Linked DNA regions of Danio rerio: region 1 is linked to region 2. Evidence: chromatin contacts called from public Hi-C data. All regions are on one chromosome and are shown on one strand. Each heading gives the region's core, a stretch centred on a gene start, on an enhancer-like site or on the middle of the called end of the contact. The rest is flanking DNA. Distances are from core to core; before and after follow the strand shown.

What was found. A called contact is a pair of places that touch in the nucleus more often than the background predicts.
Region 1: a Hi-C map of an unstated tissue shows a contact between it and region 2, with 5 times the contacts expected there. The contact joins the enhancer-like site here to the promoter of efnb3a in region 2. A contact is called at or near these places in 2 of 18 Hi-C or Micro-C datasets (caudal fin and an unstated tissue) and 1 of 4 datasets of contacts at active chromatin or transcription factors (gastrula embryo).

Annotation. Positions count from the first base shown.
Region 1 is chr10:27,486,370-27,489,069 of GRCz12tu, forward strand. All of the region lies in intron 2 of efnb3a (ephrin-B3a), which reads left to right. Among named protein-coding and RNA genes, the nearest start is that of efnb3a, 55 kb to the left of the region's middle. Within about 2 kb of position 1,257, at least 5 of the 62 cell types and tissues checked have an H3K27ac peak or open chromatin away from gene starts, as enhancers often do.
Region 2 is chr10:27,431,035-27,433,734 of GRCz12tu, forward strand. It overlaps efnb3a (ephrin-B3a), which reads left to right and starts at 1,301. Exons shown (of 5, transcript XM_687578.8): 1 at 1,301-2,315. The coding sequence starts at 2,167.

The DNA.
Region 1 (2,700 bases), core at 7-2,506, 55 kb after region 2:
GTCTATTCGCATCTTTGCATTGACTTAACATTTAAATCACTCGCAATTGACACTTCATCCACGCTTTATTTGCGTGTATCGCGCCACAGGATGTCTATTCGCTTCTTTGCATTGACTTAACATGTAAATCACTCACGCTTGACGCTTCATCCGTGCTTTATTTGCGTGTATTGTGCCACGGGATGTCTATTCGTTTCTTTGCATTGACTTAACATGTAAATCACTCGTGATTGATGCTTTATCGCGCTTCATTTGTGTTTTGCGATGCATTATGTCTATTTGCGTTTTTGCATTTACTTAGCATGTAAATCACTTGAGCTTGATGCTTGATTCATCCCCGTCTGGAGTGAACGCAGCATTATACTCACACTACTTAACCTCATTCCCATCAGGGTCACGGCACCAACACAACCTTTTAAGTTTTGCTTGCTCTGATCTGAGCTGGGTTTGAATAAACTCTTCCAGCATGGAAGAGGTGGGCATGCTAACAAGAAGCCTGAAGACTGCAACATCTGCTAACTGCTAGTCTGCCTCTTAATGCATGGACAGTAAGGTTTATTCACTCCCAGTTCCTTGATTTGACTACCCATTTCATAAGCTCGTTGTGTAGTCACAGCTGGTACAGATGCATAAACACACATAGCTTGTACAATTTGTCCAGTACAGAGCATTGTTTTGGGTGTTTAGTAAAAGCTGTCCAAGCTTTTATATTTATTTGTAATAGTGATAATGTTAAAACTGAATGCCTAAACGTTATGCATCCATGATTAAATGAATCAGAACTGCACTGTAAACGCATCCTTGAAAACATTTCTCATGGTGTCCTTGGACAAGCTGGCCCTGGCATGGTTTTATCGGAGATATTTGCTTTTAATGAAAGGCCTTTTCTGTAGGTTGGAATGTATTCACAGATAATCTCTCACACACGCAAAATGTGTCTCATATTGCGTGCTGCCCCCTTTAGGCCTGCCCTGGCACAGCTGCCAGATAATGAGGTCATGGAGGCCCTCTTGCCAGCAGGAACTTGAGCTTACTTAGGGAAAATTACTCTGGGTTTGTGCAGCCCAAACAGATTGTGCTAATTCCTAGTGGGCTGAAAAGGTTGACTTGGTCGCTGGCCTGATTTGTCGGGGGTTAAAACCATCTTTTCGAGCTGTTGTTGCTCCCATCATTGGTCATCATGGGTCAATCCCCCTTTCACAGGTGGGGGTTGTGTAGGGAGCAGGGGAATTTTGGGAGAGAGGCATAGCGGGTCAGCATGTGAGGTTTTTTTTTCGGAATGTTCTTTGACTGTTTTCTTTTTTCATGTCTACTCCAGACATGCTTTTATCTACATCATCGCAGATCATCATCTCAATTACTGAAGTCATCCGTTGTGCTCTCTCGTCTGTGATTTTTCGACTGCCGGGAGAACATGTAGACTGTAAAGTCTGAACTGCAGTGTGTGTCATGTCTGCTTTTCATCTTCTTTGTTAAACCCACGGCCTCTTGTCTTCCACAACCATCATCAGCACCTTCCAGACTACTGTTTTTCCACGCCTACACACCTCTCCGCTTATCCTCTTCCTCTTTCCTTGCTTAGCTGTTTGTAGGGATGTCAAAAGTAAGGGTTCTTCGCTAACAAGTCAATGATAAACTGCAGACTCAATGTTTTATTGACTCAGTGTGGCAGACAGCAGCTTTCAAATGCTTACACATATTTGTGTGTAATAAAAATAGGCTAAATAAAATAACAAATGTGTATATATGACAGTATATATGCAGTTGAAGTCAGAATTATTAGCTCTCCTGATTATTAGCAATCCTTTTCCTGCCCAATTTCTGTTTAATGGAAATAAGTTTTCTTTTTTTACTTATTTTTGAACATAATAGTTTTGACATCTAATTTCTAATTACTGATTTCCTTTATCTTTGCTATGATGACAGCACATAATATTTTACTAGATATTTTTCAAAATACAAGCATTCAGATTAAAGTGCAATATAAAGGCTTAATTTGAGTAATTATTCAAGTCATTGTATAACAGTGTTTCTTCTGCAGACAATCAAAAATACATTGCTTAAAGAGCCCCTATTGTGTGTTTTCGAAAATGAGCTTCCATGTTGTGTGTAACACAGATTAAAGTGAAGTGAAATATCCAGCTAAGGCTTAAATCTGAAAGTGGAGAGTTTTTAAAACTATTGATTCATCTAAAAAAAAGAGTCGACTCATAGTGGTTAGAATGAATCTTCATAACGAGTCTTTCGGCGTGACCTGACTACGAAACAGAATTGTTGTGGGCGCACACCCGGGAAAATTTAAACTTGCGCCCCGCCTACTAACACAGCCGCGAAGACAAACAGATCCTGAAGTCATGAGTCATGAAGAGGCTGTGCTTACCTGGATATTATTGGAAGTGTGAGGGGAAATAATTGATTTAGCAGTCTACACGCTTACAGTGGGCGATTCATTCGTTTGTTAAAGGAAGGATCAGAAAAGACTGGTGTATGAGACTTGTGAGAATGGGCAGACAATACACCAGGGGTGCGTGCAAAATAAGGCCAGTTTATTAGGCACAAAGGCAGCCTGCTTCACGGTGGTGAGCACTACAACCACCTGGCTGGGGATGGGATCTTTGGGCAAAGCAGAGTACAGGTAAGCCCTGAGAACATATAACAGTTCACGCAAGAGGTGCCACAGCAATAACTGCAAATAGAAAT
Region 2 (2,700 bases), core at 51-2,550:
TAGTCTCTAACTTAAAGGTAGTTGAAAAGTTATATGTATTCAAAAGTTGTTGAAAACTTTCTAATTCATTATCAGTAGTGATGAGACAGAAGGATGTTGTACCTTGCAAACTCCACTGTTTAAATCTTAAATCTAGTTTTACTGGCTTAAATTGAATATCATCTTCAACCCATCTTAATATTTTTGCTGCTTTTTTCTCTTTTAGGATTAACCATTAAGATTTTATTGTTGTTGTTTTTTAACCAGGGGTTCCTCTTAAGATATATTTTTAACACGCAGTTTATTTACAAAACAAATCTACAGGGAAAGGAATATCTAGAGAAAGAGAATCTTTCGAGTTTCATTGCTTGGGACCCATACCTGGAATTGCTTAGGACCCCCAAATCACCGCCTCTGTTGTTCATTATTTGGGAGTTTTGACATGCTTTGCAGCTGTTCTCCACTATGAGGCAGTACGTTCACATTTCTTCAGATCCTAAGAGAGAAGCTTGAGTGACATGGCAAAAGATTCAATAATCTAGATTATTATAGGTCTCAATGTTTGATATTTAACATTGTAAGATGGACTCTAGTGTTCTTTTTAATTTTGTGTTCTTTAGGATCAAACTGTAGGCGTATTCAATGATTTTACAGGTAGATTCCCTTAACAAACCAGTTTTGCCCTTTTGTGCTATCTTTAGAGGCAATTTTTAGAGGCATAAGGTTTAACTAAACAAACCCTATCCTGATACGCCTCGAGCAACTAGACTAAAGTTGAGGCGGGTTCCTTGTTTCATTCAAATACTTCAAACCCTTCCGACCCCGCAGCCAATATGTTTGATTCGTTGCCCGATAAGCTGTAGTGACATTTAAATTTGAGAGTACTAAACAAAATCCTCATGAGAGAAGCTTTTCTCAAAACATCCAAACTCTCCTTTCTGGCAGTCTATCAAACGCGGTCACCACCAGCAGTTGTTGCCATGTCCGCTTATTATAAGCAATTAAAAAAAGCAACACATTTCACTCAATGAAAAAAAACAACAACAAATATTACTATTATATCACAATTAGTAATGTTATGTGTTTGTAGCGTCTTTTTAAATATGTACTTTATTAAATACGTGTTTTAATCTGTTAAATTAAACTGTTTACTGTATTTACAGTTAAACATGATAATGGTATAATCGCCAAACATTTTAAAATCAACGCAATTGCCGTCAATTACTATTTCGTTTAAGCTTGTATTTTCAAACCTGGTTGCTTGTTTCTCTGGGGATCTGGCAACAATGCCGCCGGCGCGCGAGTCAAAGCTCGAGACTTTGCAGAGCAGCAGAGAATCGGACGGAGCGAACGGCACGCGTTGTTTCTGTTGACCACAGGACTACCTCGTTTCTTGTTTCCTACCTTTCGGCGTCTATTATAATCGACTCTTATCGATTATTGTCACATTGTTTCTTTTAATGCCCCAAACCGGTTGTGTTTCTTGTTTTTCCAGTCGAACTCTAATTCATTGAGTAAGTCTTGGTGGACATCCTCACCGTTGTTGCAGGACTGGACCTCACATTTACGTGAATGTTTTGGATGAATAAAACGTTACGTGAATGTTTTGGATGAACGAAAAGTTTGATTTTGGACCTCAGAAAACGTTTCCTGCACTAACGCTGACGGACGACACTTTTGTGTGCTGAATGACTGAGTTATTTGTTCAGGGTGGATGTTCAGTGTCTCATCGGGAGTCAAAATACAACTTGGGGTCCTTGATAGAAATGCTAATGCTGCGGTTGATGGAGAAACATTTCTAAAAATCACCCGCAGTGGACCTGGCGCCCCGCATCAGTCTGCGTGCACTTCAAAACCTTCAACTTCACCACATCCACAATCATAACATTGTTTGAAATTCACCTCGAATCAGATTCATACATTGAGCATATGGCAGTGCCTTCTCAAATCTGACAATACTTGCGACTTTCATTTGAGGTCATTGCTTGCTTTGAATGGAACAAAGGAGGTTGATGTTTCTGAATCTGATTTCTTCCACAAACATTCAGAGATTTGAGCTCCGGGTGTTTCAGATGTGGATGTTGCGGTCACAGCACCTCCTCAAGCGCTGAGGGATCTGGTGAAGTTCAGCCCTCTACTAGTCTTTTGTCTCTATTAGGTCCCATTCATTTGTCTTATAAGAGGAACATGGGAATCCAGACGAGGGGAGCCTGGGTGGCCATGGCGTTCTCGGACTGGGTCAGTGCTTTGGGATTTCTATTAATCTTCCTGATGGAGAGTTTAGCAGTGGATGCGACCAACATGGAGCCAGTCTACTGGAACACTTTAAATAGAAGGTATGTGGTCAATTGAGAACTCAGATGCAAGTTTACAGTAAGTTAAATCTTATAAAGACTAATTGAGAATAAAATTTTCACCAATTGGGTAGGACTTAATTATTTGTATTTGTTGTTTAAATATGAAAACAAGAATGTATTACATGTCAGATCTTATGTTTCCAGGTGGTAAACTTGTCAGATTTTATGTTTCCAGGTGGTAAACTAGAGCAAACTGAATTTTATACCCAAGAAAAAGTAGTAACTTTTTTTTTTGACTTAGAAATGAAGATTCTGAAATTTTTTGCAGTTATGCCATATAGGAACTATTTTGGGTCTAACCGAGAACTTTTCAATAGAGAGATGTTAAAATATCCCCTTTTTTCTTTTTTATGAAGTGAATTTT